Linked DNA regions of Rattus norvegicus: all the other regions are linked to region 2. A link is a contact called in public Hi-C data. All regions are on one chromosome and are shown on one strand. Each heading gives the region's core, a stretch centred on a gene start, on an enhancer-like site or on the middle of the called end of the contact. The rest is flanking DNA. Distances are from core to core; before and after follow the strand shown. Region 1 has its middle 48 kb from the start of Ets2. Region 2 holds the start of Ets2 (ETS proto-oncogene 2, transcription factor). Region 3 has its middle 38 kb from the start of Ets2.

The links. Hi-C and Micro-C count contacts between places; a contact is called where the count stands out from the background.
Region 1: a Hi-C map of the A7r5 cell line shows a contact between it and region 2, with 2.8 times the contacts expected there. The contact joins the enhancer-like site here to the promoter of Ets2 in region 2. A contact is called at or near these places in 10 of 12 Hi-C or Micro-C datasets (the A7r5 cell line, the Rat2 cell line, frontal cortex and 5 more).
Region 3: a Hi-C map of liver shows a contact between it and region 2, with 2.2 times the contacts expected there. The contact joins the enhancer-like site here to the promoter of Ets2 in region 2. A contact is called at or near these places in 4 of 12 Hi-C or Micro-C datasets (kidney, liver and psoas muscle).

The regions. Positions count from the first base shown.
Region 1 is chr11:48,441,701-48,444,400 of GRCr8, reverse strand. No RefSeq gene overlaps it. Among named protein-coding and RNA genes, the nearest start is that of Ets2, 48 kb to the left of the region's middle. Within about 2 kb of position 1,355, at least 7 of the 93 cell types and tissues checked have an H3K27ac peak or open chromatin away from gene starts, as enhancers often do. A contact at or near this core is called in the A7r5 cell line, where this site is marked.
Region 2 is chr11:48,489,763-48,492,462 of GRCr8, reverse strand. It overlaps Ets2 (ETS proto-oncogene 2, transcription factor), which reads right to left and starts at 1,406. Exons shown (of 10, transcript NM_001107107.1): 1 at 1,182-1,406.
Region 3 is chr11:48,528,204-48,530,903 of GRCr8, reverse strand. No RefSeq gene overlaps it. Among named protein-coding and RNA genes, the nearest start is that of Ets2, 38 kb to the right of the region's middle. Within about 2 kb of position 1,318, at least 16 of the 93 cell types and tissues checked have an H3K27ac peak or open chromatin away from gene starts, as enhancers often do. A contact at or near this core is called in liver, where this site is marked.

The DNA.
Region 1 (2,700 bases), core at 106-2,605, 48 kb after region 2:
GCCCACACATGTGCTGCATGCACAGACGCAGGATGTACACAATATTTTAAATAAGATCATCCCCAAAGGACGGTCTTTAAACATACCAGAGCCAAAGTCAGTGCTTGAAAAGATTGGGATATCCGACCGAGGCCGAGACAGTTTAGGGAGCATCTTCAAAATGCTTGCGCCCGGCAGGTGGGACTCAAAAGAATTACCGGACACCTTTTAAAAAGAATGGTAATCCTGTGGGCAAAAAATAGTGTAATTCCAAGTTCCAGGCTTTTAGTAGGCCTTTTGAAAATCTGAACAAAACACCAACAGATGAAATATTTTGTGTTCTTGCCCCGAGGTCCCATGCTGTACGTCAGAGTAATCTGCCAGGTGACACCAACTTGTCGTGTGGCATGCAGAGGCGAGGACAGGGACCGTCTGCCCCCAAACACCATCCAGAAAACAGAGGCATTTTAATTTTGCCTCAGAACAATTACAAACTAATCATTCAGCTGGCGCTCTTCCTCCTGGCAGAAGCTTCTCCGATTGCATAATCATCGCCGGGGCGCCTCACACTCGGCGCGATTTCCACATCCATTTTACAAGCTATAACTTGTCTTCTAATGTAAAGCACACTGGATTGTAAACCCAAGCGAGGGAACGGAATGTTCTCTGGGCTCAGAAAACCCAACGCGTTCACCCTCTCCGTGCTCAGTGCTATAGAACTTGTCTAAACAAATTTAGCCCAGCCTCCCTGTTAGAACAAGTAAATGATACGCTGTGTATCATGTTAGGACTCAGAATCAAAGGCGGAGAGGTGGGCAGGGGCAGGAGGGAGACATAGAGAGAAAGAGACACAGAGAGAGGGGGAGCGGGGGGAGAGAGAGAGAGAGAGAGAGAGAGAGAGAGAGAGAGAGAGAGAGAGAGAGGCAGAAACAGAGAAAGACAGAGACAGAGACAGAGACAGAAAGAGAGTCAGGGAGAGACAGGGAGACATACACACAGAAAGGGAGAGACATAGAAAGAGAGACAGAGAGAGGCAGAGACAGAAATGAGAAAGTGAGTAAGGTCTGTGTGTAGTGGGGAACTTTTCACTTTTAATAAGGCCAATCTTTTCTCTGATGTCATAGTTATAGCAATATATGCAAAGACTGGTTCCATCACCTTCCCTGAGAGGTCCTGGGCCTGCTGTCCTGTCCCTCTTTAATGCTCCTCACTTGGGAGACAACCATGTTTGCAGTCCTGCCGTGTATAGCACCTCATCTACTGTTTCACAAGCAAACTCAATTCACTTCCCCCAGAGACATAAACAGCATGTGGCTAGGCCTGTGTGTGAGCCCTGGGTGTGGTCGGTGGCCCGCCTAGTCCAGGCCTCTGGGAAAACAGCACCCCCTGCTGGGCAGGCAGGGAATTGCCCAGGCACCACAGACCATGAGAGGGCTTGGTAAGTCCTTTACAGAGGGAATTAGGACAATGGGAGAACATGGGGCAGGCCCTAGTGCAAGAAAACCAGGCCTTGATGAAGAGGCACCAGGACACATACACTTGCAGAGAGAAGCTCCAGAAGGGGAAAGGGTGCCATGTGTTGAGCAAAAGAGAGGCCCTTACTCACTGCTGTGCTAACTTAGAGAGAAATGGAGTCCCAGAGAGTAACATGGAGTAGACTCAAACTCCAGGCCAAGAATTACTCTAGGACCAGACAGTGTGGCAGGGCAATGAGAGGCTGCCACTTGTCTATGAAGAGAGACTATTGTCTCTGAGATGATCCTTCTCTCAGGAGAGGGAAGGCGTTGTGCCTTAAGCGATGGGCCCACAATCTGCTGATATCACCCAGTTAGAGACATTTGGGGCCTTTTTGTTTAATTTTGTTTTAAAATTTATAGCCAAACAGGTGTTTGAAAGGTCCCAAGGGTATTCCTGTGTAAGCAGGGAGGTGGTCCTGGAGTCCGAGAATTATGAAGTGGTATTTAATTCAGTCGGAAGCTTTACCAACAAGGAGACCGGCTGGCATGGGGGGAGGCATAGACCCATTGCTCTGGCACTTGGGTGGGGTGGGGTGGGAGTTAGGAACTCAGAGTCACACTTCAGCTACACAGTGAATTTGGAGCTAACTTGGGATACTTGAGACCCTGTCTCAGATGGCAGTCAGTCAGAAATACTGAGGATTAAGGAGTTGTTTCTCTGCATAGAACATACCAAGCAGTCTGTGTAGTGCCCCCCCACCCCACCCCCAGAGTTCGGGGCATGCATTTGTCCTTGGCATCTGAATGGTACTCTTTCTGAGGTTTGACTCAGTCTCCAACGTTGTCTGTTTTCTTTCTTTCTTTCTTTTTTTTTTTTTGGACTTGCAAAAAGGTTTATTTATTTTTATTTTATGTGCATGAGAGTTTGTCTGAATGTACATGTACCAGGTACACCCAAAGAGGCCATAATGGGGCATCAGATTCCTTGGAACTGGAGATGCAGACAGTTGTGAGCCACGATGTGACAGTTGGGACCCAAATTCAGGTCCTCTGAGAGAGCAGCAAGTGCTGTTACATGCTGAGCCGTCTCTCCAGGCCCCTGCTGTGAACTTCTGATGTCCCTGCGAAATATCTCCAGGTGGTCCCCTTGTGTGAAGCTTTTTGCTGCGTCTGAGGAACATATGTGTCACCACAAACACGTTCATGCATGTTGAGAAGTCATGTTCCGTCAGCCCCTTGGACTCCCTGACAGTGGATGTTGATT
Region 2 (2,700 bases), core at 157-2,656:
CCTGGGACAAGTCAAGACTCTAGATAAATCAATTTTCAAGTTTAGAGCTTTTTGGTACTTTGGTTGGGGGGGGGGTGTACAAGAAATGGAAGAAAATGGCAGAAATGTAATGGCTGAGAATAGTTAAGTTTTGAAACAAGAATTTCCCGGATAACTGTATCCTTATTGGAACAGGTAATCACTTACATAAAAGAGCATAGGTTTGTATTTAGGTAAAATTTAGGTTAAAAAAAATAAAAGAAAAAAAAACCTTTTGAAGGTTGGTTTGCTTTTCGCTTAGCGATCAGTTTAGAGAGATGAATGACTAATTCCATATATGAGAGTTTGACTATTTCCCTGTGGGATGCGCGGTGTTCACATTAACTGTACTGCAAGATTACTCAGATTTTAATAAAAGCTTAACACGGAGATGTATCTCCCGATTGGCGTTGTGGGCAGACTGATAAGGGCGCAGGAGCTTTCACAGCAGGGAGTAAGTCTCTCTCTCAACAGTAAATGACTCCTGTCTCCAACCAGGACTGCACACTGCTTTACTTTCTAAATTAGTAGCGAGTCAACTACTATTTTAGGCTCCCCTGAAATTGAGTGCAGGCTAGTACAAGTCTTATGAGATTAAATAATAAATTAAAACCAAAAAAAAAGGTCAAATATGCAAACGCTTCGGGTTACCCCTTCATTCATATGTTCTACGGGGAAAATAAAAGCAGAACAGCCACGCGCACCCCTACTTGGACGTGTCCCGTACTGGCTTCCCAGGGTCCAGGGGAACCGAGAGCTGGCCGAGCAGGTGACATGTTCCCGGGAGCCGCAACTTCCCAGGTGTTTCAGGCGTCGGACACCCCCACATCCTCCCAGGCCTAGCTCCTCTCCCACTCAAGTCACCCCAAACCTGGGGCTACTTCGGCCATCTCTCCAGGTGTCTCAAGCCCCCTGGAGAAACACAGACCCGCGCCCCAGGCAGGAACCGCACAGAGCGACCACTGGCTTCCCTAAAACAAAAGCGGGCTGCCCGCTCCCGGCCCGGTTCCCGGATCCCCGGCTGAGGCCACTGGGTGCCTAGGAACCAGCTGGAGAGGCTCCGGGGCGCGCGATCAACCGGCGGGAGCAGGGGCCGCCCGCACTGCACCCCACCCCGGGCGGAGTCCCTCCCGAGGAACGTCGCGCACGGGGGCCGCTCTTACCGCGCCGCAGCAAGCAGGGCCAGCCGGAGGGCGGCGGGGAGAGGAGATCGCGGCGGTCCCGGCCGGCAAGGCCCAGCGAGACGAAGGCGTAGGGCCGATACGGGCGCGCGGGGTCGGAGACGGTGGCAGGGACTGGCGGGCCTTAGTGGTGTCCACTCCGTGCTCAGCACCGCGGTGGAGGAAGTAACCAGCCCGATCCCCTGGCCGCGCGCTCTTCTGGAGCTGGGGGAGGGCCGGAGGGGACCGGGGGAGGGGACAGCAGGGGTGACGGAGGGAGCGCGGAGGAGGAGCAAGCGCGAGGCCGGCGTGGGAGGAGAGTGTGCTCCCGCAGCGGCGGATCCACGCTGCTCCCGGGCCCTTCCCTGCGCCCCTGCAGCCGGCTGTCGCCTGCCTGCTGGCCCCTGCTCCTAAGGCCCAGCTTGGGCCTTGTGCCCAGGAGGTTCAGCTAGAAGGGCAGGGCCGTGTCCGCCCGCGTCTCCCTGGCGCACGGCCGTCTGCAGGTCCAAGCTGGGGGCCCTGGTGGCACTTGGATTGAGTGGTTAGGCTTCTGCGGTAGAACCGGTCCTGTGTTTGGAGCTACGTGTGGGTCCTGATTTCTGGTCCCTCCGACGTGAAAAGACTCTTACGTGGGGTTAGGGAGGCACAAAGTGGGCGGGTGGCGGAGTCGCGAGTGGAAGAGCAGAACGTGGCGCAGCCGCTTGAGTCTTGGGAGGCCCCTCCTACTACCTAGGTGTGGATAGCGCCCCCTAGGGCTGAGCCGAGTCTTAGCGCCAACCTAGCTGAGCACTCCGGCGCCATCTATTATTAGTCTTACTAATGCTTCAAAGCACTGGTGTTTTACTTAACATGGTCTGCCAGGTCAACAACATGCCAAGTCCAACGTGACTCTCCCAAACTCATGGTCAAAACACCAGCCAGAGGGTGGTTTCCTTTTTGGTGAGAAGGCGCCGAGTCCATGATTGGAAACCTATGTGATTGGTCCGGAGGCATAGGTGTACGTTCAATATTATTGCGTTCCTCCTTGAGTTTAGATCGATACCCGAGATTTGTAGGAAATTGCAAATGGCAGGCTTAGTCAAGGCCGCGGGACCGACGATTGGTACAAGGACAGACTTGCTGGGAAGGGAGTAGAAGGTCCCACCTTCCCTTGTACTCAGGGTTCCTGGTTTCCATGGCAACTCCCCTTCTGAAGTTGTTGCCAATCAAGATACTGTTGCATTTGATACTTCTCTCTAGTGTATCACCTTTGCAGGAGTCAAGGCCCAATCCACTAAGCTAAAACAGCTAGGTTCACAGGGGATTGATATTTCCTCAGGGCTTCTCCGTGTGAATTCAGGTCTGGACCAGAGAACCCAGGTCAAGGAGGAACTCCCTAAATAGAAGACAGATTCCCTGTTCCGTTTCCATGGAGACATGGAGCGGCATATGCTAACTTAAAGAAGGAAAGAAAAAAAAACCAGCAGAAGGTACGGACTTATCTGAAGGAGTGTGTCTGTGGGCCCTCTCTCCCCGCACCTAT
Region 3 (2,700 bases), core at 69-2,568, 39 kb before region 2:
CAATAGCAGTAAAAACAGATGTGCAACCCGCAGCTGGTAAACATCTAATGGGATCCACTTAGCCCAGGAGATGTGCACTACCGCAGGACCAAAAGGTGGCAGGACAGACCCTGCAGACTGAAAACCAAACCGGACAACCGAACCAGCGACAAACAAGCACGGGGAATGCTCAGACCAGTTCACTCTAGCCATTTGGAGTACATCTTTGTCACCATGATTGTGTTTGCACTAGATTGTGTTTGCTTTTCCTCTTAGAAGGTGTGTGCAGAACAATGGAGCAGTGTCCACCATGATTGGGCGCAGGTAGTGAGCTCACAGCCATGCCCTGCTCTCTCTCCTTTCCAGGCTCAGGTGGCCCCTCCCCTTCTGTAAGCTCTCCCTCCAAACAATGATGCCACCAACTGTGGGTAGAACTTATTCAAGGGGAAAAACCCGCATCTCTGCTGTCTTGTTCCAGGCATTGTTTCCTAAGCAGAGTATAATGTTTATATTGCATTTATACTGGTTATTATAGCTAATCTAAAGGTATTAACACACACAGGGAGATGAACATAGACCATCCTATGTAAGGGAGGTGGAACACAGATTGTGTTTCGGGGCTGACCAGGAATGAGTACTCTGCGGGTACAGAGGAAACTATATTTAAAATATCCAAGAGACTAGGAAGATGACTCAGTCCATAAATTACTGGTCTTTACAAGCATGAGGGCTGAGTATGTTCCCTAGAACTCTCATTTAAAACAAAAAACAAAAAAACAAAAACGCCAGGACTGGAGGCCACACTTGTGATCCCAGCACAGGGAGACAGAGACAGGTAGGTCTCTGGGGCTTGCAAGTCAGCCAGTCTGGCAGGAACATCACTGGAAAATACCTGTGGCCTCCATATGTGTTACATGCATGTGAACACACATACACTTTTGAAAATCTAATGCATAGTTGGGAACTGTAAGGCAGCTGAGATGTTAGTCAGCAGGGAGACTCACTACATACATGTCTGCCTACAAGGATAGTGTTGTAAACTTGTCACTCATAGGGCAGGGCAGGGCTGGGCCTTCCTTATGGTCAGCATAAGGAGATAGTGAATTGAGACTAGCGAACTGCGGACCCTCTAAGGGATCGGTCGTTTGGCCTTCAGTAGGCCCCTTTCACAAGGACCAACATGAGAGCATGGACTGGCTTCCTCTAGCTACCAGGGATAACTTGAACACAGCCTGCAGCCGTCAGCATGGCTCCGCTCTGTAAACAGAGGCCTGACCTATTTAATTCTTCCCAGAGGTTGGGTAAGAGCTTGACTCACGCAGACATGAAACTGTGGCCTAATTGGATACTAATTACTCAGAGAGCTGCTGTTTACCCAAACTTCCAGTAAACTGGACTCCTCACGCCATTTGAGCAGGCAGCAAGGGCAAGAGGCAGCGAGGAGTGCAAAGCAGGTCAAGACTCGTCATCCCTGGAAGTCCTTTTGTAAAAGATGTGATGTCACTAATTGCTCAAGGATAAACAAAAGCAAGGCTGGTGAAGCCTAGTTTCTGGATTGAGAATGGCTTTCCTGCGTTTCTAAGGGGCCATCCTCTTGGAAATATTTTCAAATATGTAAGACTAGTGGGAATGCCAGGCAGGGTCCCCTAACAGTGTGGTAGCACACATGCACACACACACATGGACACACGTACACACACTGTGATAGAGTAATCTGCAATGGAGATAAACCTCTGTATATCCAACAACTTAGCAAAGAAAAGGAGGTGGATGGGCAGCCTTTTAGGGGACCCAGGTGATGTCAGGGTAGGACTGGGCAGGAGGGACAGTGGGGAGCAGGCCTCTGCACGCATGTAATCCTTTCCATGGAGAAGAACGTTAAGTAAACCAAACCCAACATGTGTTATATTCTTGCTTACGTGTGAAGCCAGAGGAGGTGATATCATAGAAACTGAGAGCAGAGGTCACTGGAGTCACTGAAAGGTGGGGGAGGGGAAGTAAGTGTCAGATTAAAATGGTGTGGGATGATGAAGTCATGTTTATTGTATATTTTATAAAGAACTAGAACCAATCCCCAATACTACATAGTAAATGCCCAAGGAGGGAGAAACGCACATGACACAGAGTTGTCACCATGTTACACAATGCATCAAATTAGCATACTGTGACCCATACATATGTATAATTTCACTCACACAAAACATTTCTTTGAAAAAAAAAACAACCCTGTATATATGGAAGCTATATCACTATTTTTCCAAATGTCAGCCATTATGGGTGATTCATTTCAATTTAAGCTTTTCTTTTTCTTCATTCCATACGAAATGGACCCGAGGAGAACAAAATTCCTTCTCGGAACATTGTCACTCCTTTCCTGTCACCCGTGTGTCAGCGGCAGCGCTCCCATGACTCTAGACACTACGGTGGTAAAGGGCTTTGACAAGCTGGAATAGACGACTGGCTGCCTCCCGTGAACAGAGGAGCCATACAGCTCACTCAGAACTAAATAAAGCCACCCTCACCCCCACCGCACCCCGCTCCCATGGTGCCGTGAGTCTCCTGTGACTGCGGAACAAAGTGCTTCCACGCAGTCTTTCCACAGCCGTACCACACGGCTCAGCCCTCAGAAGTGCGAAGGGAGAGGTAGCCTAGGCGCATTGGAGACCCTCTCCTAGCTTCTCTGCAGCTCCTCTGGCTGTCCCTTACTGGTGCTCTGCGGCT